Regions from separate parts of the Mus musculus genome. Here all the other regions are linked to region 2. The links are chromatin contacts, called in public HiChIP or PLAC-seq, Micro-C and promoter capture Hi-C maps. All regions are on one chromosome and are shown on one strand. The core of a region is the stretch at or near the end of the contact, and the rest is flanking DNA. Distances in the headings are between cores, read along the strand shown.

Region 1 (5,702 bases), core at 2,377-4,876, 320 kb before region 2:
AGCAGAGAAGTTTATGGTCAGCTAGCCTGGAGTACACAGTTTAGTAGCAGAGAGACATAACACATGTGCTATGATACGCTCTCCCCCTCCCCCCCACATATCACACACAGCACACATATATACATGCAAAGAAAAATATTCTCAGATTGGCAATTATAAAATTAAAATATCAATAAACTCTGAGAAATGTTAAGGTACTCTATATCCCATGGTTTCAGAATCAGCCAAGCCTCCCTTTAGCTATTTATTTGTGGTACTGGGAGTTGAACCTAAAGCTTTTGCATGTGTCAGGAAAGCACTCCACCACTAAGCTGGGTCTCCTGAAGTCTTTAGAGACAAGGACTTGCTCAAGCTGGTCCTGAACTTATTTTACAGCCCTGGCAGGCCTTAAACCAGTCATCCTCCTGCCTCAACCTCCCAAGTAGCTAGGATTGTGCTATCAGGCCTGGCCAAGATTGAATTCTTTGAGTTTGTTTTTTTTAAATATAGTCCTGACTATCCTGGAATTTTCTATGTAGGCCAGGCTGGCTTCAAATGTACAAAGATCCTCCTGCCTCTGGGATGCTGGGATTAAAAGCATTAAAGTATACTCAGCTCGAGATTAAATCTGTGTAAAAATAAATTTTCATTTGTCTTGAATAAATAGTAAAACTATATGAATACCAAAGGGTTACTTTGATAAATATTTGATTTGTATATCTATCTTATTTTATTTAGGAGGGAGGGACTTATTGTGGCTCACAGTTTAAGGGGATACAGACCTTCCTAGAGGAAAGTCATGGGCGGGTGGCTCTGTGGTTAGTGGGAGTATGCGGCAGGACGCCTCACCTCCCTACACGTTGGCAGAACGTGCTCACGTTTTTTTTTCTAGAGCGATATACTCAAGGCCTTGTAAAGCTTTCAAGTAGAGAGAGGTCATAAGTGGAAGTTCAGGAGGCTGTGACCTACATGGTGCACGACAGAGTCCAGGCTATGATTTAGGACTCTTTGGGCTACCACAAGGTATACAAACCACACAACTGATATCACCGAGAATGGTAAAGATGCTGATGGTGAAGCTAGAGTAGAATGTGGGACACAAGACACGTATCGGCCTTTCATCTAAGCCATAGTACTTCTAAGGAAAAAATGTGCAGGAAACAAAGCTGATAATAGCTACAACTACCAAGGGAGAAAAAAAAAAAAAGCTACACGCCCTCCTCCAAAGAAACATTATTTGTAACAAAAGTTCAGACTTGTAATATTAAATCCAGCAACATCGTGGCCACAAAGCAATATGCAATGGTGGGAGCGATAACCAGTGGGCTGTTTCCTAAAAAGCACCATCTGCTAAGTAATTGTGTTAAAATGCATATGAGAAATTGAATCAAATAAAACTAATTTCAGTAAACCGGAACTGGAGCAGTTTTAGCATCAAACAGCCTAACTTTACCTCTTGGAAATTTAAAATTCAGAAAGTAAGTGGGCTCCCTGGAATTCTCTGTCAAAGTCCATTAGTAGTAACGAGTCATTTGCTGAAGATTTATATTCATAATGTCACAGGCAGTAACGGGCAGAACACACATCTAGGCTGAGCTCTTAGACTGGGAACCTTTCCCATGAACACATTTAAAAACTTAGAAAATGAGATCGTGTGCTTATCCCAGACAACCAAGAATACGTCTCAGAATCCAGTGAGATGGCACATGCTAAGGGTTTCTGTGAAGTTTAAAATACTCAGTGCCCTTCTGGTAATAATAAAGTTAGTTCTCAGATTAACCTCATTAACGATATGTTCGAGGAACCATAACATCCCATAACATCCCATGTACAGAGCAGGAGCCAGAGGAGGGGACACACGGCTTGCCCAGCCCTCCTTTAGGAGCTGTGGTGGCAGAACCAGTCCCACGACTGATAGAGGGGTTGCTCTCAGAGTTTCTAGGCATGCACAGTAAACACTTCCCTTTTCGACTTTCATGGATTCAGGTTTCTTTGTAAATCATCTCTTGTTACTAGCTAGTTATCTTGTAGAAACCTCTGTTTCTGGCCATAGGCCATCCTTCAAGTGTGGATTCAAGTTATCTCCCAGAATCTGTAGGGGGTTGGTTACAGAGCTCAACTAGGATTCCAAAATGTTCAGGTTTCTTATATGATTAATATACTATCTTCATATAAGCAATGCATACCCCTTACTTTAGGGGTTATTTTAAGTTTATTTTGTATGTATGTGTGGTATGTATGTATGTGTATGTATGTATGCACCACATATGGGACTGGTGCCCTTCGGGGACAGAACAGGACATTGAAGTCCCTACACTGAAATTATGGAAAGTTGTGAGCTGCCATGTGGGTGCTGGGAACCAATTCCAGGTCTTCTGCAAGAATAAGCACTCTTAACTACTGAGCTATCTTTCCCACCCAGCATATGCCTTTATTTTTAAATCCCTCTCCCCCTCGTTTATATGTTAATACGAATACATTTTTCCCCCCATTTCTCGCCTGTGATTGCTTGAATCTGCCAATGTGGAACTCAAGGATACGTTGGGTCAACCATACTTTTATTGTTGTTTTGAGACAATGTCTTGTAATGTAAGCTGTTGCTGGTCTAGTACCCATTACGCAGGCAGGCAAGCCTCCAACTCATATCAACCTTGATTTAACCTCTGAGATTCTAGGATTACAGATCTGTATCAGGTGCAGATCTTTTGATATTTTAAGAGGATTTAGGGAGGGGCATGAGTTAGATCTACCATCCCGAACCATAAATATTGCACAAATGGTAGTTTGACTAAATGATGAGATATACTAAAAACATTCAAAGGAAGTAGACTCTTGAAAAACACCACTTAAGTATGACTAACAGCAGAGAAATGAAGTCACAGCGAGCAATTAGCAGATGTAGAGCAGTGGACCTTCAATACGAAAAGGTGATTCTGCTTGATGCTCACTATCTCAATTGAAGTGAAACCCGATTACATAATGTTGTGTTAGAAGTTACCTAGTGGTTGATCTTGGGCTGATTTAGGGTTGGAGGCACACACAGAGATAGAAGAGGAGGAAGAGGAAGAGGAGAGAGGGGAGGAGGAGGAAGAAGAGGAAGGGTAGTTTTAGAAAGCAAAGAACAACTCTAGTTTGGTTTTATTTATTTATTGACTTATTTTATTTATTTGGGGTTTGTGACAGCAGGCTTCTAGAAGTCAACAGGAGTCTGGTCTCTCTCACCATGTAGATTCCAGTGGGTGAACTCAGATCTTCAAATGTGGTCAATGCCTTTATCCACTGAGCTGTTCTGAGCTCCTTGTTTTAGCTTTAAGGATTTAGTCTGTGATTGTTTCCTAAGGAATGCAGTTTCCAGAAAACATCAGGCTCCCTCAGCTCTCTTTTTTGAGACAGGATCTCACTTTATAGCCTTGGCTGGCCTCGAACTCGAGTCTACTTGCCTGGCTCAACCTCCCCAACACTGGGATTACAGGCGCACCACCTTGACCTTCAGTACCTCAGCTGACCCCAGCCAGATGGGCTAAGGCTGTCGGGCCACCTCAGGTCTCTGGGCAGCCCTTCCAGGAACACGCAGCCCGCCCCCCGGCGCGCGGCCGCCGATTGGCCAGGACCGGACCGGGCGTGACGTCAGGCCCCGCCCCGCCGCCCTTCGACCCCGCCCCGCGGGGTGGGCTGGCAGTTTAGTCTAGGGCAGCTGAAACCGGTTTGAGAGGCGGCTGTAACTGGGCTCCTTGCTTCCTCGGGCCACCTAAGGGAGCGCTGGCGAGGCGCTGACGCTCGGCTCCGTCGGCCGCGGCCCAGGCTCTCGGCGCGGCCCGGAGCGGCAGGTGAGGGGGGCCGGCGGTGCGGGCGGGCGCTCACGCGGAGGGGCGGGCGGGCGGGCGGCCTGGTGTTCCGGAGCCGCGGTGCGGCTGGAACCCCGGCTGCCACGCGCGGCTGCGGTCCCACTGAGCGGCGTGACCCAGGACAGCCACGGAAATCCCGGGCGGAGAATAGGGGAACAAAGAAAACGGCGGAGCTGGAGCCCAAGCCCTCGGTGCCTCCCTTCCTCCGCGCCCCCTCAGTCACCTCGCGCCCGCACTGGTGACTCGCGCGGTTTTGACAGCTGCTTCTTTCCCCAAAGTGCCTAGAAATTAGTGCCCGCGAAAGAAACTCCGGGTGACAGTACAGCCGGGCGGGGGGAACCCAGGGCTTTGTGTAGCTCCTCGTCCGTGCCCTCGGTGACGTTTTAGGGCTGCGGTCCCCTTGGCGTCGCCGGCTTGGAGGCAGTGGCTGCCCCGTGCTGCTTCATCTGCCGGGTCCGGCCAGAAGCCCGAGGGCTTGGAAGCCTGGAGTTTGCCGGTTTCTAGCGATTCTCTGACTCTGCAAGCAGCAAGCATGGTCGGGTCTAGAGTCCCCTCTTATACTCCTGTCCCCTGCCACTCTGGGTCTCCTGCCCACTTAACTCTGCCCTTCAAGCTGCTGCCTGCTACATTTCTAACACAATAAGGAAAAGAATAAATACAAGCTGTCAGCCTCCCCTCTCTCCCAAATTGCTCAGTGTTCTAGAAACACACAGCACAAAATAAAACTGGTAAACCCCATGCAGTGGCTTACATACTAGGGGAAATCAGTGTTCTAAACAAAATTTAAATCTGTAAAGAGAGATACAGGAAATTTGCACCCGGAGAACTGGTAAACACAAGAAAACTGAATAATATTTGGTGTGTATAAAAAGTTGGTGGGTGAGTCAACTATTTGTATATAATAAAAACGTGTAATAAATGCATATGAAAATGATATCAACACGAAATGAAAAGCATTTGTAAAAAATCCCACTGCATGTCTAAAGATGATGAGATGTTAATTTGGCTTAAGGACTGTCCAAAGGCTAATGCCTTTGCTTAATGAAAAACCCATTCTTGTCTGCATATGTTTGATTAAAATATTAGCTGAAAGTATATGGAGGTCTGAGAAATGGGGCCATAGTGATCCCCCCACTAACACGGGCAGACATCAGTGTGGTCACTTAACCTGCTTCTTAATTATAGGATATTCTGAGAATCTGCTAGAATCGAGGAGAATTAGAAACAGCTTTTTTTTTCTTTGAAAAGTTTTAAAGGAAAACACAGATGTTCTTTTTTGGCCAGAAATATGTGCTTTAGCTAAAAATACCCACTTTCAGTTCAGCTGTAAGCTAAATGTTTCTGTCCCTTTGGGGTTAGCTTAAATTTCCAGTATGTTTCTCAAGCTGATAAACCAGCTAGGTCTGAAACTAGCTAGGTCCACAGTTGAAAACATTCAGCAAAAAAGAATAAACTTTTTTGTCAGGAGGAACTGTGAAAAGTTTTGATGTCAGTAAGTTATGGTGGGTGACATTTAAAAACTCCTTGAGTCTTTTAACAAACTTCAAATGGGCCAGACACAGGCTGCAATGCACACTTTTTTTTTAAACAAAAAAACAAAAAACAAAAAAAACCAAAAAAACAGCCAGGGCGTTGAAGTGAGATCCAGCCTCAAAAATAAGTAAGCAAATTAAATTAACAGCTCAAATTTACCTAAACGTGCTGTGTAGTATATATCTTTAGGTAGTACAAATTGGGAATTGCATTGGGAAAGGAATTACCAAAGCCAAAACAACAAACTCCGTAGTGAGGCGGTAGGTGAGCTGGTTATCTGTCTCAGCCGGGTGTGCAGTTACTAGCAGTTTTTACTCTTACCTTTTATGTGTATCTGAAAGACCT
Region 2 (5,851 bases), core at 2,646-5,145:
CTGTGCTGGGAAAACATGGTCAGGCAGCAGCGACCTGTCCTAAAGCTTAACTTCCAAAGGTCTTAGTTTGTCAACTGCTTTGGGACTCTAGATCCCAGAGAACATTGCCTTTATTAGCAACTAGCTTTGAGAATTCCATTCTAGATGCTAAATATAACAAAATTCCTCCTGACCTTTTACAAACACATTCTTCAGATTATTTTCATAGTGGTGATTGTCTATTAACAACTCAGATTTGCAAACACATTTTAGCAACTATAATAACATTTTGAGGAATCTTTCAAAATTGTTCTTTGAAGAATTGCCTTGAAAATTGTTCTTCAGGGCCCTGGAGAGATGGCTCAGTGGCTAAGAGAACTGACTGCTCTTCCTGAGGTCCAGAGTTCAAATCCCAGCAAACACATGGTGACTCAAACCATCTGTAATGAGATCTGTGCCCTCCTCTGGTGTGTCTGAAGACAGCTACCGTGTACTTATATAATAATAAATAAATAAATCTTTAAAAAGGAAAAAAAGAAGAAAAGAAAAAAATGTTTTGGATTCTTGTACTATGAAGTAACGGAGTTCAAATTTCACAATTCATTTCTCTAAAAGTCATGTATGCTTCCTCACCTCTGAGCCCTTGGATTGTGACACAACAGTATTAGCAAATCAGAATTGTGGCAGTAAGTCTTCCTCCAGCCTAGTAAACAATACACAAGAATTGGGTGGTGAGCTGGGTCCACAGCTGAGAGGGCTTGCTGCTCTTGCACAGAAGCAGAGGTCAGTTCCCAGTATGCATATCAGGCAGCTCACAAGCACCCAAAAGAGGAACTCCAGCAGATCCAATGCCTTCTTCTGGCCTCCGAGGGCATGCATATACACATGCACATACACATGCAAATATAAATTACAGCAAACCTCTTTCTAAAGAATAAAGATTTTATAGCTGAGCATGGTAGCACACGCCTTTAATCCCAGCACTTGGGAGGCAGGGGCAGGTGGATTTCTGAGTTCGAGGCCAGCCTGGTCTACAAAGTGAGTTCCAGGACAGCCAGGACTACACAGAGAAACCCTGTCTCAAAAAAAAAGGGAAAAAAAAAAAAAAAAAAAGAATTCAGATTTTAAAATTTTTGCTACATATATTCATCAAAAAAAAAAAAGGCATTTCACTGTTTCCTAAGCACATTTTTTTTAATTTTTAAATAACTTTTAAAAATTTTTTCGGGCGGTGGTGGCACATGCCTTTAATCCCAGCACTTGGGAGGCAGAGGCAGGCGGATTTCTGAGTTCGAGGCCACCCTGGTCTACAAAGTGAGTTCCAGGACAGCCAGGGCTATACAGAGAAACCCTGTCTCAAAATAACAACAACAAAAAAAAAAAAGAAAGAAAGAAAGAAAGAAAGAGAGAAAGAAAGAAAGAAAGAAAATTAAATTTTTTTCATTTATTAAAAAAATACTTATTTTTTAATATTTGTATTTATGCTATTAAAAATCCTATGCACGACAATTCAGAAACAGTAAGTAATCACTACTCGGCGTGGGCCGATTGCCTACAACAATCTTTTAAGCAGAATGCGTAACTGTTATGTTTTAGGGAGCATACGCCTAGCAGACCTCACAACCAACCACAAGGTTCTTTCACTGTACACGTGGTTTAAATGCACTTGTAATTACTAAGGCTGGACAGCTCCTCAACCTAAAATATGGAAGTGAATGTTAAGAGTCAACTGACACTTTACGTTTGGGGAATGGAGCCAAAGAGCTGGGTGGGGAGAGTAAAAGCTGCCTCGCCCCTACTAATATCACAGTTGTTTTGTCTTGTCTAATTGTTACAGTAAATACCTGTGTGAAGATGTATTCCAACAGCTATCAGACTTCGACTGGTTGGTTGGTTTTGTTTGAGACTGGGTTTCTCTACGTAGCCCTGGCTGTCCCGGAACTTGCTCTGTAGACCAGGCTGGGTTTAGAGGATTCAGAGATCCACCTGCCACTGCCTCTGCTGGGACCACAGGCATGACCCAGCTAGACCTTCTTTCTTTCTTCTCCCCCTTCTCACACCTTCAAGTCACCCTTAATTAGACAAGGTGGCATTCAAACCCACCAAAGAATATTCAGAACACAGTTTTCTTCAGGGCCAATCCACTATCCTCGGGGAAGATTAGCGATTTCTAAGTATTGTCTTTGCAAGGTACTCCTCAAATCTGGACCTCAGCCCTAGACCTTCTCCAAAGGAAGAGAGTTCTCCTCTGATGACCCACTGTCTACAACTGTAACAGAGTTGTTTAAACCCTTTATCTTTCATCTGAACTATTCTTCCTAGTAAAATTACTGTTGGCATACTGACCCTAAGGCTTACGCTTGTTTCCTTCCTGATGTTCTAACCAATTCAAACACAGTAAAAAGGTACAAGCTGGCTAGGGGGCTAGTGCCTTTATACAGCACAGGATAGGCAGAGGTGGAGGAGGTCCAAACTAGCTAGCAGGGCTTCCTAGAGAGATTCTATCTAAAACAAAAGTTCTGATGTCAAACGTGGGTGCTTAGGCTTGATGCTGTTTCCTTAAACAGCATTGGGGGGTGGGGTGCCTTTAGTCCCAGCACTCAGAAGGATCTCTGGGATGGAGGCCAGCCTGATCTACAGATCAAGTTCCAGGACAGCCAGGGCTACAAAGAGAAACCCAGTCTCGAACAAGCAAACAAAGATACTAAACTCTGTCAACTATTAATCAGGGGAAACGCGGCATATCCTCCTCCTTTATTGAAGACAGGCTAGAAACAGACCTTCAACGGAACCCTTATTTCCGTATCAGCACGCAGGCCTACGTACGAGAGCTTCTGCAGGTCACAAGCTGACAATCTCTGACTTAACCAGTCTCCATCATTCTGGTCCAGGCTACCTCAGCCGGTTCTACTCATCACTCACTGATCCGAACCACAAATACGGTCCGTCATTCAATGTCCACAGTAAAACAACCACCCTCCACCTTTCTCAACTTCACACAAACCTCGCACTTTCAACCAAAGGAGCGCCCCCACATTGGCTGTGTCCCTGCCAAAATGGCCTCCTCCTTACCTTCCTCCTTTACCCCATCAATGCCCACACTTGGCGCAGTAAACAAACCCACCATTGGGAGCACACACCTGCTCACTAACCCGCCCTCTCACGGAGTGGATCAAGACTCCTCTCTGATAGAACCAACAGATTTAATGTTTTAATCAAGTTCAAAAGAAGGTTTTAATCTCCCAGGAGACAAATGCTATGGCCTGAGTCCTCCCCCATTCCCCAATCAACAGCAATACTTGTAAAGCAAGCGGTGAGCCTACATCGCGCTCTCCGGGCCCCAAGCAAGGTCTGTGGGGTGTCCAGCGTCCACATCGGGAAGGCCTAGGGAAGGCGAAGACCCTCCAGAGCTCACGCGCTACTCCCCGCGCCCGCAGACCGCTGTCCCCACAAGCAAAAGACACCCGCCGACCCTCTGCGCAACCCAGGCCTGGTACCCAGGGCCGCGATAAAGGTCAGAGGGCGAGGCTGCCGGCGCGCCCCTCCGCACTTAACGATGCCTCTACCTTGTCCTCCGGAGGTGCGTCCTCGCGGACAACCCTCTGCCGTAGTTCGGTCATGCTGGGGACCCCGGCGCGACGTCACCCCGAGTGAGCAGCACGGTGGCCGCGGGGGTCGGCTCAGTGAGCACGGGCTCTCGGCGGGCCCGAGCACCTCGCAGCCCCACCGTGCCTCGCACAGCCCCTGCAGCAGCGCCACTAGCCCCGAGCCCGGCCCCGCCCAGCACCGCTGCCGCCGCCCTTGCCCGGAGAGCGGAGCCGCTGTTTCCCCAGCGGCCGCTCGCTCCTCCTCCCGGGAAGCTGCGAGCCAGCGCGCACGCGCACTGCCGCCATCTCCGCCTGGAACCCCAGACGCCAGGAGGCGGGGCAGCCTGGCGGGGGTGGGGGCGTGAGCGGAGTTCGAGACACTCATTGGACAAAACCTAGAGGGGGCGGGAGAAAAAGAGCAGAGTGAACCAATGGGGTCCTTGCGTCCTACCGCAAGTCCCCGCGCGCGAGTGCTGGGTCCAGAAGGTAACCTGTTACCGGGGGACAACAGCGCCTCGTAGCGGCCTAGACTTGCTGCTCTCAGCTTGGGAGTCCAAACGAAGAGACCAGGTGGACCTCTGAACATCATAGCAGGAGGTGAAACCTGTTTCAGCTCACTTTGCCTTGCCAAGCCATGGTCGCTGGTAACTTAGTGAGCACTGATTCTGTCTAAGCACCGAACTCAGAAATAGTCTCGTCCCAATCACACACCTTTTTTGTTCACAGCACTCCAGAGACAAAGGCAAGTGGATCTGATCTATGTAACCTGTTCCACTGCTACTGAGACCCTGTATCAAAAAACAAACAACCACAACAAAAAACACTTAGAAATGGATATGATATCTGCAAGTAACATCATCCAAGATATTGCTTGTCTTAAGTTTTTGTCTTGTTTTGTGCTGAAGGTAGAACTCAGGACCTATGGGCTAGCGAGATGGTTCAGTGGGTAAGAACACTGACTGCTCTTCCAAAGGTCCTGAGTTCAAATCCCAGCAACCACATGGTGACTCACAACCACCCGTAATGAGATCTTACGCCCTCTTCTGGTGTATCAGAAGTCAGCTACAGTGTACTCATGTATAAAAATAAATCGTTCAAAAAAAAAAAAAAACCCTCAGGTTTGGCTCTTGTTAACCACAACTTCTGTGAGTAAGTTAACACCCACATCTAATTCTTTGAAAACCTTTGGGCTGAAAGGAATGTTTCCTATGGAGCCCCTCCCTCTATTCCTGACCTAGTTTAAGCATTTAGCCAGCAGCTACAAGGGTACGAGTAAGAATTAGAACTCAGACGTTTGTTACCACGCTGTAACCAATGTTCACATATGCTGCCTGAATTCAGTATTATGGGTGCTGTTCCAGCATTGTTCTCATGCAAAACAGGGCTCCCAGTCCTTAGCCAGATTGCAATCTCAAAGAAGTCTTCCACACCAAGGGTCAGGTTCCTTTTAGAGATTTTGACCAGAGCTGTGAGTTTTCAGAAAATAGGAAGAGTTCTGAAAAAGACTTACATTCTCAAATTCTTGTTATGATGTTTCAAATTAACAGCAAAATACTTAGACAAACTTCAGCCCTCTGGTCTTTGCATTTTATTTGCTATTTAACAGCTTTGCACAAATGCTTGGGTGCTCTTGTTCCTCTACTGGTGTTTGCTGGTTTTGTTGGGTTTGGGTTTTTGCTTTGTTCTGTTAGAAATAAATACCTTTTGAAGCCAGACTTTGGCTACTTTGTGGGCTTTTTTCTTTCTTCTACCCTTCTCCACCCTCTTCTTCCACCCTTTCAACACCCTATCACTATGTAGGAAAGGAAAAGAAAAAGGATAGAGGTGAAGGGTGGTGATAATATCATGTGACTATTTTCTGATAATTAAGGGCGTCAAGTTCCTTGGAGCAAGTTTGAGACCAGAATACATGGCTAGAGAAATGGTTCAATGGTTAGGCGCACTTATTGCTCTTGCAGAGGAAGGAGGTTTGGTTCTCAGCACCCATACAGGACGAACTGCCCATAATTCTGGTTCCAAGGGACTCAAGTCCCTCCTCTGGCCTCTAGGATCGTCTGCAATTACATGGTACACGTGTACACGTAACTCATACAGTCACATGCATACAAAAAATAAAATAAAATATTATCTTTAAAAATAATACAGGACTGGAGAGATGGCTCAGTGACTAGGAGAGCTGGCTGTTCTTCCAGAGGACCTGAGCTAAATTCTCAGCCACACATGGGAGCCCGTAACTGTCTGAGACTACAGTCCTAGGGGATTCAACCTCCTCGTCTAGCCTCTGA
Region 3 (5,501 bases), core at 652-3,151, 260 kb after region 2:
TGTCGTCAACTCTCTGAGACCTCACAGTCAAAATAGGATTGGAGGGGCTGCATCTGGGAGGGTTTTATGTTGAACTTCTTGTTAGTCAGCAACCTCTGAGTATAACTTTGGAATTCCTGAAGGATTTATTCGCCTCTTGGGAGGTGTAGTGGTGTGTTAGATTATGAAAAACACTGGGGGAGTTAGTTCTTCTTTAAAAAATAATTAGATGAGGACTGTGGCTTGCAGCTAGCAGACACTTGACACCTTTTAAGGCAACACTTCTGCTCTAGGAACGTGCTCTGTAAGTAAACTTGGGGGAAGCTTTGAATCTCTGTTACCCAAAGTCAGGTCAGATTGCTAAACGCAAGGGGAAACAGCCAGTTCTAGGGTTTTGTCCTTGCTTCTAATTAGGCCAGTCTCTGTTATTTTAAGAGAGGTTCTGACCCTCTCTCTGTTTCTCTCTCCTTCCTTCCATCTTAATTGTTTTCCTCTCTCCTTCCTTTCTTTCCTTCCTTTCCTTCCTCCCTCCCTCCCTCACCTCTCTCCCTCTATCCTTTCCTTTCCTTTCCTTTCCTTTCCTTTCCTTTCCTTTCCTTTCCTTTCCTTTCCTTTCCTTTCCTTTCCTTTCCTTTCCTTTCCTTTCCTTCCTTCCTTCCTTCCTTCCTTCCTTCCTTGTTGATTTTGGTCATGTGCTCATTCTGAAGCTCATCCTGGCCTGGAACTGTTGGCAATCCTCCTGCCTCCACTTCCTGAGTCCTGACACTATAGATAGGAGCTATCACACCTCTTATTGTACTCTGATTTCCTTAAAGTCATTAAGATGAAGGCAATAAAAACGGTTTGATGAATTGCCCACGTGTGTCTCAGTTTTAAAGAAACAGGGTCTTGCTGGGGATCTCCCACATGCTGCTGAGAACCTTGTGCTGTTGACCTTTGAGGTCATCTGTGAGGAGCTGGAACTTCCCAGCAGAGCGTGCCTCAGAGCTAGGATTTGCTCACTGCTCCCTCCCTCCCTCGCATCCTATGGATCCACTCTGGGCTCAGCACCCTCGGTTGTTTCATGGCAGGAGGAAGACGAGTTCATTGTGGAGGGGTTACTGAACATCTCCTGGGGGCTGCGCAGGCCCATTCGGCTGCAGATGCAGGATGACCACGAACGCATCCGTCCTCCTCCATCCTCCTCCTCCTGGCACTCCGGCTGTAACCTGGGCGCACAGGGGTGAGTGAAGGGAGATGAATTTGAGGGTATCTGGGGGCTGCTGGTCCAGTTCCCAGCACCCCAACTGCTATCTGCCACAGGTTTGGGATGGGGACAAAGGGACCTCTCACCTGCCTGACTCCACAGGCACAGAGTGAAGAGGGGTGGTTCTGAGTCAGCAATGGGGAGTACAGGGTAATGGGCAGCAGAGGGCCCTCCCTCCAGGAGCCCTAGCCAAGCCTGAGGCTTCCGACAGGGTGCCAACACACACATCCTCCCAACTTGAATGGTCCTGCTCCAGGGACATCTAGGATTTGAACTCACTGATCAAAGCTCTCTCCCTCTTGGTGGAACCTAGTAGAAGAGAAAGGAATGTTCTGTCTGAGCCAGCCGAGTGAGGTCAGCCAGCGAGCTTCTGTACACCTGGAACAGGTCATGGCAGGAGGCAGGAGTCTAGGAGGTCCTCTATTGAACCTCATTGCAAGGTCAGCGAACAGCAGCATGTCTGCTCTCCCACCTTCTGTGACTGAATGAGAAGCTGGATGCTGGCACGGGGCCGATCTTCTTGTTCTCTCTGGGACTTCAGTCTTGAGATCAAGTGACTAACTAGCCTTGTTCCCCTCGAAACTTGCTGAGGTGGGCGGCATTCGGGCCAGAGCCTGGGTGGAGTGTGCTGGCCACTCAGCCAAAACCACAATGACGTGCTTTCAAGTTTAAAGGGGAACTGAGCCCTCCTTCCCTGCTGGCTGCCTGGAATGTTGTTACATTCCACGGCCAAGTGGATCAGTGTCCTAAGTTGAGAAATATCCACAGAAGAGCCAAATCCTGGAACCAACCTTGGGACTAAGGAGGGAAGTTGTTGCCCTGCCCACTGGGCACGGGGAAGCCTGGTCAGGGCTCTTGGGCTTGCTCTCAGCACATTCACAGTTCCGGTGGGCCAGATCCTGTCCGTGCCCAGCTTTGACCTCTAGATTGTTACATTCTGTTCTCCAAGTGAGATGATTTTAAAGATCCCATTTTCCTGTGATGCCTAGGGGTCCTTCCGTCTGCACTCCAGGTTTTTCTGCGTTCTCCAGTGACAACCTGGTCCCTGAAGCCTGTAAATATTTTAAGGGCTTTCAGAAGCATGTCCCAAATGCCAGCCAAACTTAAATGTTGCCCGCAGGAGTGTGTTTGAGATGCTCAGACCAGTTTCCGCGTTGGACAGTGGCGATGGGGTGCCACCTGGACCCAGTGCCTGCATTTCTCGGAAGGGCACAGACTGAGGCTTAGACAGTTATGAGGGAAAATTCTTCCAGTTTGTCAATTTTACTTTTCTTTCCTTAAAGCCATTATTCTAAGAATGTATGCCTTAGGGAGCCCCTCCCCTCTTCTCATTCTGGTCCTTCCTGAGAAACTCGACTCTCCCTTCAGACTGAATCCCCTGTTGATCTTGGATGTGTTTTTCTGAGCTGACTCCATGGCTCTTTGGGGCTTTCAGAAAATATTCCCAGTTACCACAGCAAACCCAGGTCGCGTAGTTCAGGTGAGCTTTTGTGGTCCCTTCTCCTGATGGCAACCCTGAGAGCATCATCACTCCTGAGCCGAAGAAGCCAGGGCCAGTTTCTGAGATGTTCCTCCAACAGAAAGAAACCCAGCTTGGAATCGTGTCCCTAGAAAATGGGCCCTAGGCCACCACATGTGCTTTGAGACTCAGTGCATGGACTTGGCTCTGGGTTCTTCCTTCTGGATCTAATGAACTGGGTTCTTGCAGAGGAAGGAACAGAACATGTTTCTCCTGAGCTTCCTGCCCCCCTCAGCACTTAGAATGGGATCTGGGCCAGCCTCCTGGATGCTCGGCACATCTTGCCTGCCTCTTGCTTGCCTGTCAAATACTTGAGTTTCCCTACATGGCATGTATAAAAGTTCCCATTGCAGGAAGGGGGCCGTGAAATTGGGACCTGTCCTCTCAAGGTCTAAACAAGCCTGCTGTTTGTTTGCACCCCCTCAGCACCACACTGAAGCCCCTCACCATGCCCACTGTTCAGATCTCAGAAGTGGATATGCCAGTTGAAGGCCTCGAGACACACAGCCCAACAGGTGAGCAATAGAAAGAGCCTCCTGCTAGAGGCCCACGGGGTGACAGCTGTGTTTGAACCTGTGACTTCTTGTCTACATCTGTAAAATCCACACGCATCAATAGCTTTTTAAAAAGTTAAAAGGAAAGACTTTAAATTCTCCCACCTCCTCTCCCTTCAGTTTCCTTCCTTCAAAGCAACCTGCAAAATGTCCTTTGAGATGAAACAAGCAAATCCATGCAAATCCAAATGACGCCAAGGAGAAGGCCTGCTGCCACCACCCGGAGTGGGTGCGGCTCCTTCTGGGCCTCTCCCCAGACAAGTGGCAGCTTTTGCAGTAGCTCTAGTCCCCCAGTCCCCTCACCAGTGGCAGCCACCACTTGACTTCCTGTCTCTGTGACTTTGCTGTGAGCACCTCTTGGGAGTTGACTCACAAAGTACTTATTTTATGACTAGTTTCAACTCAGGGTAAGGCCTCAAGGTTGGTCATGAGGCAGCTTGTTTGCAGCGTCCTGCAAGCCCCGTAGGTCATGCTGAGCCTAAGCCAGGCACTTTTCTCCGCCCTGTTATGTGCGTTAACTTACTTACAGCCTCGCTCTGATCCCACAAGGCAGAGGCTTTTGTAACCCCTCCAGAAAACAGAGGCAAGAGAAGCCAGGGGTTAGAGCTGGAATCTGAACTTGGGAGCCAGCTGTGAGGCCCGTGTTTGGAACCTGTGCACTGTTACTCTCAGTAAATCACACATTGTGTCTCCCCCAGCAGAAAATTATTTTTATAAAATATGTTACTGGGGAGACAGTAAGTGCCAAAGAGTTGGCCTCAAAGATAACTGGGCTCAGGTAAACAGCCCATGTTCCTCTTTCCTCCAAGATTCCAGAGGCCTGAAGCCTGTGCAGGAGGACACCCCACAGTTGATGCGCACACGCAGCGATGTTGGGGTGCGTCGCCGTGGCAACGTGAGGACATCCAGTGACCAGCGACGGATCAGACGCCATCGCTTCTCCATCAATGGCCATTTCTATAACCACAAGGTAGAGGGCTCGTGGAGGACAAACCTTGGGGACATCACCACTTCCTGGGGTTTGCAGCTTCAGTGCCACGTGGTCCCTGGGGATGCATCTGGGAAGGCAGGCATTTTCAGTTCAGTTTGAGGGTTGTAAGTGTCATGGAGGCTTCAGTGGTTTCTTGAGAGATATGGAACTTTGGGTGAGGAATGGCTGCACGAAGTGTTGGAGCTTTCAGTGCCTATATAAAGCAGATTTAGCCTTCCAAGTTCCACGAGCTCCCTCCCACCCCCGCCTTGGCACATCATCTGTGTAGTCAATTCCTGGTCCCACCCCTGGCCTCCCCCAGCACCCAGCACCTTTTGCTTCCCCCCCTGGAGTGAGAAGATCCTCACTTCATAATAAGAGCCCTGGGCTCAGTAGTAAAATCGATATATTTTATGAATTTGCAAAGTCAATAGCATCCTCAAGAAAAGGCAAGAAGGCTGGCATGCCATTTGGTACAAACAGCATTTTTTATATTCCTAATCTCATTTAACTGACCCTTAAATTCCTAGTTGGCTGAGTTCTTTAGGGAGGTACAATCAGTCTCCCTTGGGTCTAGCATTGCTCACTCCCCAGATTTCCTATCCAATAGGCCCAAGATGCAAACTTTTCTGATTTCTGTCCTGGGCTTGAATTTCCCTCCTTTTCTGATCCCTGGGCTCAGTCATGTAGCAGAGTGGCTGCAGATGGACAAACTGAGAGTGTTCAGTCGAGGGAGCACTGGCATGGGGCTGGACTCTCCCGCTTCTCCATGTTCTCTGACAAACTGCAAATGCACCCGCTGAAAGTGGACCATAATGGTTTATTCCTTTTTCAGCTGCTGTCTGACCCCTGAGCTAATGACTGTTTTTGAGCAAGGCTACTGGTCTCAACTCAGCACACTGCCACCTTGGGGATCCCAAACTAGCTAACTCCTCCTTTCTTTCTGTTGCTTAAATCTCACCAGAAGCAAGTACATGGTGGGAGGGTGACCAGAGACTACCTAATGCACAAGGGTATGGTGGGATGCTGGTCTCTCAAGGGAAGCGTGTTTGTGAATGTTTTGCTTGTCTAATCTCATCGTCTTTCTAATCCTGATCTTTTGGAGCTCAGACCCAAACTTCTCAGGGGAGCAGAGGGTGAGCTGGCTAAACCCTAAGGACCACTTCATCTACATTGAAGGCTGATGCTGGCCAGACTGCCAGGGGCTCTCTTTGAGCACGTTTTGAGTACTGT
Region 4 (5,441 bases), core at 1,448-3,947, 440 kb after region 2:
ACTTCCAGGGACAGAAAGATTGTCTCTAAAGCAGGGGACAGTGTCCCTCGGGACTGGAGGTCTTCTGGGGAAGGTCCGGCTGTGTCTTACAAAACCCATCTCAGATATGGGTGTTTACTGTCAAAAGAACACACTGTCATGGATCAATCACAGACAGAATTTATTCATGGTCACTACTGCTGCTTGGTAGACTCGGGACAAGGACAAGGAATTCATTTTTATGTCCAATGGGGACCTTCAGCTTGGGGGCCACATAAAGAGTAGAATGAAAGAATAGTGTATGCAAGAGATATAGGGGACACTGTCAGCTGCATGTGTCTGTGAGAGGCAGGAAGGCTTTTGACATCTTAAATCCAGGTCTTCTGCAAGATGCCCCTGAGCTGTCTTTCCAGCCCCTAACCTAACATAGCAGGTGCTATTCCGTGGATCTTAGCACAACCACAATGCTGTTAGACATCCCTCTAACAATGGTTGTGAGTCTATATGAGGAGGCAGCGACAGCTGTCTGAGGAAGGAAGTGAGCCTGTTAGCAGGCTCTAGGGCTTTGAGGAGGGCCTCAAGGGATCTGGTGGGAAGAGTAGGTTCCAGGGCTTGGAGGTGCAGTGTCGGGGCAGAAAGACAGTGTGGGGCTCAAGGAGCACACTGATTCTGCATATGAGTGATCCCTGAGTGAAAGAAAAGTCAGGGGGAAGGAAGAAGACACTAGGTGAAATCTAAGAGCCCTTAACATCTACAGAGGTCTGGAGGAGGAAGAAGAGGAGGAGGAGGAAGAGGAGGAGGAGGCTGAAAAGTCCATGTAAGGCCAGAGGAAGGCCCCTTATGGCCAGGACTTCTCTCTCTGCTGGCCTGAGACACTGGAGGGCTGTGGCTATCAGTGTATGGACATGACTTTCTCGGACTTTAATGAGGCTTAGTTACTTTCCATTAATGGCTGGCTCTTTCTTTTCCATCTGCCTAGATGTATTGGGATGACATTGTAATTTAAACTTTCTCTGAGCAGAAGTGCACTCTGAGATCCCAGTGACACCAGTATCCAGAAGAACCCGGTACCTGGCCTAGGCCAGGGCTCCCCAGACTCTTTGATGAGCCCCTGCTAACCACACCCTCCCTGGAAGAGAGGCACATTGGTCAGGAGACATCTGGACTGTATCTTCCCTTTCCATGGTCTGAGTATCTGGGATGCAGGAATTCTTCCTCTGCTGCCTCTGAGCCTGATTCTCCCATGATTACCTCGTGGGCTTGCATTTCTAGCACAATACCCTTGTGCTTGGCTTTTGTGTTGAAGAGGCTGGGGGCTGCTTGCCTGGGACAGTGTAGATTGATCTCACACATGCCAATCTGGGTGACTATGGTTTGTTGAAAATCCTAAGGAGCCTGGGCAGGGATGGCAGGCAGGTTTCTCAGTGTCTGGTATGCGTTCCAGGAGTCTAGCCAACCCTGCAGTTCATGAATAGAGTGCATTCGTTAATAGAATTTTCTTTTACTGATTCATTTAGCTTTCAATTAGCATATAAAATGATGGAACGCAGGTCAAATTTCATAATGTTTCCCTCATGGTGATTCTCCTTCCCAACTCTGCCTGCCTCCAACACTTCCTCCCTCTGGTGGCCAGTCACCCTTGGAAAGTTCTGGTTCCCTTGTACCATCCCTTGGGGCTTGAGAGATGATGGTTCTGTGGCTAAGAACCATTGTGTCTCCTCCAAGAGGCCCTGCTCATAGCCACCTGCAACTCCCATCTCTAGGGGATGCAAGGCACTCTCCTGGCCTCCACAGGCAGCCCCCATTCCCCAGACACCTCGCATGCCCTGCATATAAAAATAAATCTTAAAAAATCGTATTTTTAAAGCAAAAACCCCTCCAAAGTATTTCATATATTTTACTCTTTGAAAATTTCATGTTTATATAATGTACTTTGATCATAGCCATCCACCGTTTTCTCCCTCTAGCTCCCCCTGCTGGCTCAGTTTTTCACTTTACAGCAAGCAGCTCCTCCCTGGGCCCTTGGTGTTAAACATAAGCAGGCACAGTTTTGCCTGTGGCTCCTCACCCAGTCATGTGCTGGGCTGATCTGTAGGTTTGATGTGTTTTCTTCTCTTTGGAGCCTCAATTGTGACCGGAATGCAGGAGTGTGGTGCCCCCACCCCACCCTACCCCATATATATATATATATATGCACATGTATATACATGCACATGAGGACCAATCCTCCCTATTTCCACTTAGGAATTGAATGCCAGAGCTCACACGCTGACAAAGCTCTTTCAGAGGTTGAGATCTCTAGAACCTTCTAGAAGTCATCTGGTCTTAGGTTTGGATTCCATCTTCCCAGATCACCCTTGCCAACCATAAGAAGGTAAGTATCATGGCAACGGCTACAGCATCAGCTGCTGATTCTTGTGCTGACCCACTGCCATCTCCACTATAACCACCTTCAAAGCCCTTGCCACCATCATTACAAACCCCCATCAGCACCAATCATTTACTCAGCAAACACTTGCTGTACATCTCTCTCGGGCTTGTGGTATACATATTAGGACGAAACCGTCTCCTGAGAACTTACACTTCAGGCGCTAAAGTTTGGGACCTGAAACCATAAGAAGGAAATTATCAAAAACGCTAGGATTCGATATGCACTATGGAAAGGAAGCAGAGAGCGGTAACGGCTGGAGGGCGGGGCCAGTGGCAGGCTACAGTTTCCTACAGCATGGTCAGCGGCAAAGACTGAGTCAAGATCAAAGTGAGGGATTTGACGGTACTCTCATCGTTCTTACTGAATTATTATTATTGTGTGATTTTTATACACGAAACACTTAATAAAAACAGTTTGGGAAGAGTCTGAAATGGCAAGGACAGACCTTCAACTTAAGGTTTAACTGTATGAACATTTCATGACGCTTTGGAGGATCCTTGCTGGGTTTCTTTCACAATGCTGCCCCCCAGTGTTCAGTGAGAGTAGTGCAGGATCAGGAATTCAAGCACTTACTGTGAGTCCCAAATTTCTCACCCAGATATTAGCAAACTATATTAAAGTTCTCAAATATACAAAAATATTATGAAATAAATATGTTTTAAATTTCAAATCCTCACAAGGGTGAAGCCACATTAAAAGGGACAGATTCACCTGAAATTCCCACAATTTGTAAAACTATAAGTAAAATAAAATTTATTAATTATATCAATAGTCATATGCACTTGTGATATTTATGGACACTATGTGTCACAAAATAGGCTGGTTATTCCCTTTAATTTTCTGTTAAACTTCACAATGTTTGATAAGGGAAGTATTAAAGCATTTTATATGAGACTCAAAAGATCATTAATACTCTATTCCTGGAACATATACATTAAGACTAATTAAAATGAGATTTACTTAGTTTCAACCCAAGGGACTAGATGTGATGGCGTCTTTCTTAAGCATCTAGAAAACATGCATGTTAAATTTCATAGTAAGTACTAAGTAAAAAGGGGTTGCTGGACATACCCTTAGTTAGAAACAACATTTGCATCCAACCCCCACACCAGCACCATGCTTTAAGAAAAAACAACAGACTCACCCTCGTGCAAGTTTGGAAAGAGACAGGTTGTCCATCCTGGAGGTGCAAAAGAGAAAGCCTTGGGCTTAAACTTAATGTAAAAGGGATAAAGTAACAGGACTCCAAAAGGCTTCTGAAGACCAGGGACTTAGACAAATGGAAATGCGAACTGTATGCTTAGACTGAAAGATTCCAAGTCGTAAACATAGCCAAGTAAAATGTAAGGTGAATGGGGCCATAATGCAATCGCCCATAAGGATTTGTGGAGGAGAGAACGAAGTTTATTACTTCTAAGGCTCACAAAAACATGAGTCTTTCATACTAAATTCATGATGAGCAGAGCTAATAATTATCTATCCTATACTTCAAAGTTACTGAGAATACATTTAAAATATTTTTTTCCTACAAAAACAAGAATGTGAAGTGATTTGTACATTAACTAAATTTGACCATCCTACATTATATTCATGGGAGGGTGTTTTGGTTAGGGTTTTACTGCTGTGAACAGATACCATGACCAAGGCAAGTCTTATAAAAAACAACATTTACTTGGGGCTGGCTTACAGGTTCAGAGGTTCAGTCCATTGTCATCAAGGTGGGAGCATGGCAGTATCCAGGCAGGCATGGTACAGGAGGAGCTGAGAGTTCTATGTCTTCATCCAAAGGCTGCTAGTGGAAGACTGACTTCCAGGCAACTAGGGTGAGGGTCTTATACCCACACCCACAGTGACACACCCATTCCAACCAGGTCACACCTATTCCAACAAGGCCACACCTCCAGATGGTGCCACTCCCTGGTCCAAGGATATTCAAACCATCACAGAGGGTCATGGTGGCGTATGCTTATAATGCCAGGCTTTGGAGGCTGAAGTAGAAAGACCATAGTTTATGGCCAACCTAGGCAACACAGGGGCGGTCTTAAAACAAAAACAAGACTCACCATGTACTCCCATAATACACTCAATTACTATTGGTCAATTCAAAAAAGAATAGCTAGAAAACCTTTTCTAGGAAGAATCATGAGATAGGATAATTCTACCAATTATTAAAACGTTGTGAAATTATAAGCATTTGAGCAAATTAGACAGATCAGTGGGAAGTATCTGAAAGGAGAGTCAAGAGGCAGGTTCATGCACATAGATTTTCCTGTATCATTATTATTAATTATGATTATTTTAAGAGATGTATCTTATTTTATTTTATACATGAGTGTTTGCCTGCATGTATGTCTATGTGACATGTGCTTGCTTGATGCCGTGACATTTCTTATACTTTAAAGATGGAGTTTTGAATTACTGGGGGCGGGGGAATGAGTAGTGGGACTTGGGAAACCTGCAGGCACCTGGCACTTTGCAAATGCGGCTGTGCCCTTTATCTTCCATAAACATAGACCCTAGATCCAGAGCTGGGAGTCTAAATGGTCACCCCGTAAATGTCCTTAATGACCTCAGAGGAATGATGATTTACAAACTATGACACGAAAACAGGAGGCCATTTTAAGAAATGCCTGACAAGCTGGCTCAGCAGTGCAGCATTTTAATCCTGGCACCTGGAAGGCTGAGGCTGGAAGGTCAGCGAATTCAAGATTAGCTTGGGCTACAGAGAAAGACTGATCTCAAGAACAGTGTGTCAAATTCTAATCACCATCAAGAAACGAGGAAGAAGGGCTGGAGAGATGGCTCAGCAGTTAAAAGCACTGGCTGCTCTTCCAGAGGTCCTGAGTTCATTTCCCAGTAACCACATGGTGGCTCACAGCCATCTATAACAGGATCCAATGCCCTCTTCTGGTGTGTGTCTGAAGATGGTGACAGTGTACTCATATAAATTAAAATAAATAAATCTAAAAAAAAAAAAAAAAGCAAGGAAGAAGATGGCAAGTTAAAGTTGGCAAATTCTAGAAGACAATGA
Region 5 (5,744 bases), core at 2,479-4,978, 420 kb after region 2:
GGGATAGAGGCTCAAATACCACTTCAGATGAGTTGGAACCTCTGACTGCTGGGAATGCAGGAACTGAGGCTGGAGACTTGTCGGAACACACTCATTCCCAGATCTGGGTTGGGAGATGCCTTTGAAGCTGTGTCTATCGGGTTTGATCCTCCCAGCCTCAGAGATAAAGAGAATGAGATGTTATTAGCATTATTATTTACACTTAGTGGAGTTCACATCTGGAACCCGCTTTGTGAAGCGCTTCGGGCACTACTGAGTTAAATGGATCTTACTTCCCCGGCTTCACTTCTGGGCAGAGGATGAAGGCTTTAGGTAGCTCTAGAAATAATCACCTTTCCTTTAATTTAGAGTGCTCATTAGGCTAGGCCTAATGGGAACGCGCATTCCTTTAGAGTTTGGTCTTTATGGGAAATTATGTCTTTCACAGAAACTCGTGTGACTCAGTGACCTAGGACAGCGGGCTTTGGAGGACTTCCATGTTCTTCCCTGTTGAAAGATTGTTTGTGGCAGAATATGCGAATGTGATTCACAACCAGCTTGGAGAAGAGGGACCAGAAGAGGGGCCAGGACTATACTTGACTGGAGTCTCTTCTAGAGGGGTGGAATAAAGTAGAAGATGAAGTCTCAGTATACCAGTGCTGGTAGATAACCCACAGGAACAGCAGCTTCAAGTGTGCATCAGGATCCCCTGGAGGACCCAGGGAGACCAAGATTGCTTCACCCAGTGTTGGGTCTCTTACTTAGTGTCTAGGCATGAGAATCTGCATTTCTATCAAGTTTTCTGGGTGATGCTAGGGTACAGAAAATGGTCACCTTTGGGGCGTAGAAGTAGTGTGCTGGATCTCGAACATCTAGGATTCCAAAAAAAACTGCAGACAGTAGTATCTTTCTTGATCAGCAAGTTTCTCTTACCCGTGTGCAGATTCTTTTCAGTGGGCCTGAGCTGGGCAGGCAGGCTGCATTTCTATCAAGTGCGCAGAGGGTGTGTGCCATCGCCAGTCTGGGAACGCTGACCAGGTACAGAGCCTTTAAAGGTATGAATATCACCAGTTATACATGGGTTCATTTAAGTGTACTGATATCTACACAAATACCTATATGCTCTGTGTTCAGATTCAAGACACTTGGCTCTATCACCACCCCAAGACTTCTCACGGAACTTACTTCCTGTACTTAGCTCTTCCCTACTTTCCATTCCTACCTTACTGTTGGTAACTTTCAATCTGCTCTGTATCTCTATCATGATATTTTAAATATATAAAGTGCTATAGGGGTGGAATTATATAGCACAGATACTTTTGTTATTGGCTTCCTTCATTTTCAGACAAATTTCTTGAGATTATCCTAAACTTTTTTCTTGAAGAACTTAAATAATTTGACTAAAATATAATTACATCATTTCCTTCCTCTCTGCTTTCCTACCCCTCCCATGCTTGCCCTACCCTCCTCTTCTTTAACCACTGTTGTTACAGATATGTGTGACTAGTACTGCCCATTGAGCCCATTTAGCATTGCCTGTGCACTCACACACACACACACACACACACACACACACACACACACACACACACACACACATGTTTCTAGGGATGCCCACTTGGTGATGGAGACCAATCAGTGCGTTCATCCCTGGGGCAGGCTAACTTTCCCTCTCTCAGTAGTTATAACTGCCGTGCTTTTCATCTGGATGTGGGTGGGTCTCATGAGATTTCCCTCCTTTATGTTAAGATGTCCATTGTTGTTGGAATTGTTCCAGTCCTGTTTGGGAAGCCATGTTGAGATTTCTTGGGTTTAACTTCCCTGTCATAGCTAGAAGGCACAATCTCACAGCAGACTTCCTGGTCCTCTGTTTCTTCTCAGCTTTCTGTCTCCTCTTCTAAGATGTTCTCTGAGCCTTGGGTGTAGGAGTTGTGTTATAGATGTATCAACTGGGGAATGGACACCCCATGGTCAGTTGTTCTCTTGGGTTTTGATTAGGGGTGTGTGTATGTGTGTATGTGTGTGTGTGTGGTTGGTTGGTTGGTTGGTTGGTTGGTTGGTATGTATGGGGTGTGTGTGTAGTTGGTTGGTTGGTTGGTTGGTTGGTTGGTTGGTGTGTATGGGGTGTGTGTGTGGTCTGCATCTGCTACAAAACCAAGTTTCTTTGGTGAGGGGTGAGAGCTACACTTACTCAGCTAAGCTGGAGAACAGGATGTAGTTATGGGTATCCCTAGTTTAGCTTTTCTTGTTGTCTAATGCACCAAACTGTGCTTGCCATTTTTATTTCTCTGTTGTTTTGGTTTGTGGTGGAATTGGCAATTAAACCTAAGGCGTTGCACGGGTTAGGCAAATGCTCTTCCACCGAGCTGTCTACCGAGCCCTCATTTAAGTTTTGAGGGGGTCTCACTAAATGAGACCCTCATTGTCGGGCAGGATTGGTGCCACTTTGGAGGCCAGGTGGGCCTTAAATCTGAAGTCTTCCTGTTTCAGCCTTTCAGGTGTCACTAAGCCCAATGACCATTACTCTTTGAAGAACATTGTGTGTCGTTTTTTTAGTTTTGAAATATCACAACCGAGGGGAGTGGGCGGGTAGGGGAGTGGGGGTGGGTGGGTATGGGGGACTTTTGGTATAGCATTGGAAATGTAAATGAGCTAAATACCTAATAAAAAATGGAAAAAAAAAGAAATATCACAATCGAAAGTGCTACAAACATTTGCGTAAATGAATGCTCACTTGTTTGGGATATGACGGACCATAGATTGCTTGTGTTTTAAGTTTGCTTTTGTTCCTATTTATTGTTTCTTTCCTAGATACATATTTTAAGGTTTTCTTTTCCTGCAGATTGCAGTGAAGAATTACATTAACAAGTGATTTTTCTTTTACCTTTTTAATAAATGCTAATGGAAACAAACAAACACTCCAACCCCTGAGAAATACAAATGGCAACAGCTTCAAAACAAAAGGATTTGGGAGCAGAAGTCTCCACAGTCAGTGTATCAGTTACTCTTCTACTGCTGTGACTAAAACACTACCACAATTAAGGCCACTTAGAGAAGTAAGTACTTAATTGGGTTCATAGTTCCAGAGAGCTAGAGTCCATGATGGTGGAGCAGAGACACGGTGTCAGGAACAGCTGGGAGCTCACACCTCCTTCCACAAACGCAAAGGAGAACACACACTGGGAATGTGAACAGTCTCAAAGCTCACCCGCCAGTGCCACACCTCCTCCAGCAAGGCCACACCTCCTCCAGCAAGGCCACACCTCCTCCAACAAGGCACCACACTTCTTAATGCTTCCTACAGTTGCACCAACTGGGGGCCAAGCATTCAAACATGAGTCTATGGGGGCCATTCTCATTCAAACCACTGCTCAGTAACAGTCAAAACTGTAAAATCATCCAAGCTGTGTCAATGCTCGACACAAACCAATGTCGTACTGATGTGTGTGTGTGTGTGTGTGTGTGTGTGTGTGTCTCGTGCTGTTTGTTAATGCCCCTCCAAGGTGTAAACTAAAAAAGCTAACTGCTTGGATCTATGATCACACAAACCATCTAATTTGCTCAAGGTTTGGCTCAAAGCAACATCCTTCCCTTTACTAGCTGAAATTCGTGACAGCCTCAAAAGGGAAATCGGCTTTGTTTCAGCACAGCTGTGCTCTGGAGTCTACACAGTTCCTAAGCAACCACGCAGGACTCAGCCAGTCAGAAGGCAGTACACAGCAGGGTCCCTGGCCACCTGGAGGTAGCCTTGGTGATGGTGTGCTTTGTCAGGCTTGTGCTCACAGGGAGCCCATCCTGTTTCAGGCAGCAGACAACAATTGAAGTGACCCCAGGTAGGTTTGGAGGCTGTTTCCCGTTTGACCTACAGGGCCACTCCACCCACCCCCACCCCCCACCCCCACCCTGTGATTATCCACTATGAGACAGCAGCCTGGTATCCTGGCAGATCTTCTGTAGCAACAAAACGCTGTTTGTCAAGAATGGTGTCATCTTCGTGTAACTGAAAAAGGTCTATCAGAGACCAGAGCCTGCCGTGGTCGGTGTCTGTGGCTGGGGGACAGTATACGTGTGATTATGCTGCCCAGATCTTTTTATGTATAGTCTCAGATACCTTCTGAATTTCTGGGAAGTGACCTCCACACACAACCATTCTGAATATTTTTGTTGTATACAAGCAGATATTTCTTGTAAGCCTATGCCCTATTCTTTATGGAATACAAATTAATAAGTGCTTGCTCAACTTTGTGGTGTTGAAACTGTAAAGTCTCTAGAACAATAGAATGAAGACTTGTTTTCTGCATTGGCCAGCTGATTCAGGACGTGTGTGCTCTGCTAGACTATTGAGGAGAAACTTAGCAGCTTCTGGAAGATTCCCAGTAACCGGGGAACTCTGTCAACAGTAGCACTTGCCTTAGTGTTTGAACTGTGCTCTGAAAATACTTAGAGCCTCTCCTGTCTAGCAGGGATCTCTCTTTTTCTTCCCAGAGTACTTGAGGGAAGGATGTGGGAAGATAAGGCCACATATAAAGACCAGAGTCAGGTTTGTGCTTCCAGAAACAAAGACATCACATGAAAGGTATATGAGATAAATTCCTTCATATCATTGTGGTAGATCCATGAAAAGATAGCAACAAAACCTCTTCAGAATTTACAAGAGCAGAGTTAAGACTCCCAGCTTATTCTTGTGGACGGCGTGTTGCTTCCAACAAGTAGTGATGAAAGGAAGTTTGCTTGGGTTCTTACAGCTACCATGTAAGCTGAGAGATGATGGTGTGGGGGAGGGGTGAGAGGGGCAAGGACTTCTTATAGGAGGCAGGAGCTTCTCCTGCTAGCTTCCATGACACTCATTTTCCTGAAGATCTAGGAGGCATGAGGGCGTTGCAAAATGTTGTTAAAGGAATCTTGACAAGCGTGCGTCACTCAGCCCTCTCACACTGAAGCCTTTTGAAAGCACGTGCCCTGTAAGCTTGGACAACCACAGTGTAAGCTGGAAGCTGGCTTACCCAGTAAGTCCCTGTCCTGCAAGCCTGAGCGAGGACCTGAGATCACATCCCTCGCAATCTCACACTGATGCTGGAATGGTGCCCATGACCCCAGTCGTGAGAAGGCAGGGTTGGAGGCAGGCTCTCTGGACCTCTTTCGCCAGCCAACTTAGTAGAATCGATGACCTTCAGGTTCAGGGAGGGACGGAGAATGATCTACAGCAGCCGCACTTTGAGTATTAAAGAATGAGTGTATTAAAGGTAAGCAAAAATCAAAGCCTGAGCAGCAAGTGGCAGATTTAAAACATCATCGCGTCAGGTGTTTATAACGACTGTGTTTAGAATGTGTAGTAGAAGTGGTTAGGGAAGTTCTGCTAAACAGCCATGCTGGTCTGACGGGGACGGGGAAGTCCTGAGCAGACCCAGACTCTCTCCCCGGTGAGTTTCAAGCCTCCAGTCCCTGACGTGTGCCTTTTTATACTGTGAGATAAACAGTAACCTTTATAGAAATGGTTTACCTTCTGGCTGTTTTCAAGGGCACTTGCTATTCTCCTATCTCCCTGATACAGAGGCAGGAGCCAGGCTGCCCCAGGACAATGAGTCCCGGAGTCTACGTGAAATAAACATAGCTGCTTGTTCTCAGAGCCAGCTCTCAACACGCACAGATGGCACATGCCAATTTATGGATATAATTTATATTACAGACCTTCGTCAAGAAATAAGCTGGAGAACAATGGAGGAAAATGCTCAGCTTAAGTCTCCTGTCCACACCAAAGTCCACAT

Evidence for each region. Promoter capture Hi-C pulls out the DNA fragments that hold promoters and counts their contacts. A called contact is a pair of places that touch in the nucleus more often than the background predicts. HiChIP or PLAC-seq counts read pairs in DNA pulled down with a chosen protein or histone mark.
Region 1: a Micro-C map of embryonic stem cells shows a contact between it and region 2, with 4 times the contacts expected there. The contact joins the promoter of Gpcpd1 here to the promoter of Cds2 in region 2. A contact is called at or near these places in 16 of 39 promoter capture datasets (the 3T3-L1 cell line, the C10 cell line, the HPC-7 cell line and 10 more), 16 of 484 Hi-C or Micro-C datasets (B cells, CD4 T cells, CD8 T cells and 13 more), 5 of 115 datasets of contacts at active chromatin or transcription factors (the 230-238 cell line, effector CD8 T cells, extraembryonic endoderm stem cells and 2 more) and 3 of 9 other capture datasets (adipose tissue, liver and pancreatic islet).
Region 3: a promoter capture Hi-C map of macrophages shows a contact between it and region 2, with 6 read pairs. The contact joins the enhancer-like site here to the promoter of Cds2 in region 2. A contact is called at or near these places in 3 of 39 promoter capture datasets (the C10 cell line, the HPC-7 cell line and macrophages), 1 of 15 datasets of contacts at CTCF or cohesin (the NIH/3T3 cell line), 4 of 484 Hi-C or Micro-C datasets (B cells, CD8 T cells, bone marrow-derived macrophages and 1 more), 7 of 115 datasets of contacts at active chromatin or transcription factors (bone marrow-derived dendritic cells, double positive thymocytes, forebrain and 3 more) and 4 of 9 other capture datasets (adipose tissue, liver, macrophages and 1 more).
Region 4: a promoter capture Hi-C map of erythroid cells shows a contact between it and region 2, with 23 times the contacts expected there. The contact joins the enhancer-like site here to the promoter of Cds2 in region 2. A contact is called at or near these places in 7 of 39 promoter capture datasets (the 3T3-L1 cell line, 3T3-L1-derived adipocytes, the C10 cell line and 3 more), 1 of 15 datasets of contacts at CTCF or cohesin (embryonic stem cells), 3 of 484 Hi-C or Micro-C datasets (B cells, the N1E-115 cell line and short-term hematopoietic stem cells), 9 of 115 datasets of contacts at active chromatin or transcription factors (the SCID.adh cell line, T-cell acute lymphoblastic leukemia, bone marrow-derived macrophages and 5 more) and 3 of 9 other capture datasets (adipose tissue, liver and macrophages).
Region 5: an H3K27ac HiChIP or PLAC-seq map of epiblast stem cells shows a contact between it and region 2. The contact joins the promoter of 5330413P13Rik here to the promoter of Cds2 in region 2. A contact is called at or near these places in 6 of 39 promoter capture datasets (the 3T3-L1 cell line, 3T3-L1-derived adipocytes, the C10 cell line and 2 more), 2 of 115 datasets of contacts at active chromatin or transcription factors (embryonic stem cells and epiblast stem cells) and 1 of 9 other capture datasets (adipose tissue).

The regions. Positions count from the first base shown.
Region 1 is chr2:132,576,172-132,581,873 of GRCm38.p6, reverse strand. It overlaps Gpcpd1 (glycerophosphocholine phosphodiesterase 1), which reads left to right and starts at 3,626. Exons shown (of 20, transcript NM_028802.3): 1 at 3,626-3,806.
Region 2 is chr2:132,261,192-132,267,042 of GRCm38.p6, reverse strand. Cds2 (CDP-diacylglycerol synthase (phosphatidate cytidylyltransferase) 2) reads right to left here and starts at 3,895. Exons shown (of 13, transcript NM_138651.7): 1 at 3,546-3,895. The coding sequence starts at 3,599. Gm46766 (a long non-coding RNA gene) reads right to left here and starts at 3,539. Exons shown (of 2, transcript XR_001783482.2): 1 at 3,303-3,539; 2 at 1-682.
Region 3 is chr2:132,003,066-132,008,566 of GRCm38.p6, reverse strand. It overlaps Rassf2 (Ras association (RalGDS/AF-6) domain family member 2), which reads left to right. Exons shown (of 11, transcript NM_175445.4): 4 at 1,050-1,201; 5 at 3,171-3,259; 6 at 4,108-4,268. Among named protein-coding and RNA genes, the nearest start is that of Rassf2, 24 kb to the left of the region's middle. Within about 2 kb of position 1,901, at least 166 of the 459 cell types and tissues checked have an H3K27ac peak or open chromatin away from gene starts, as enhancers often do. A contact at or near this core is called in B cells, the NIH/3T3 cell line, adipose tissue and 5 more, where this site is marked.
Region 4 is chr2:131,817,742-131,823,182 of GRCm38.p6, reverse strand. 5330413P13Rik (RIKEN cDNA 5330413P13 gene) reads left to right here. Exons shown (of 3, transcript NR_029381.1): 3 at 1-3,177. Among named protein-coding and RNA genes, the nearest start is that of 5330413P13Rik, 27 kb to the left of the region's middle. Within about 2 kb of position 2,697, at least 58 of the 459 cell types and tissues checked have an H3K27ac peak or open chromatin away from gene starts, as enhancers often do. A contact at or near this core is called in the N1E-115 cell line, bone marrow-derived macrophages, erythroid cells and 1 more, where this site is marked.
Region 5 is chr2:131,845,640-131,851,383 of GRCm38.p6, reverse strand. It overlaps 5330413P13Rik (RIKEN cDNA 5330413P13 gene), which reads left to right and starts at 3,728. Exons shown (of 3, transcript NR_029381.1): 1 at 3,728-3,812. It also overlaps the pseudogene Gm14281.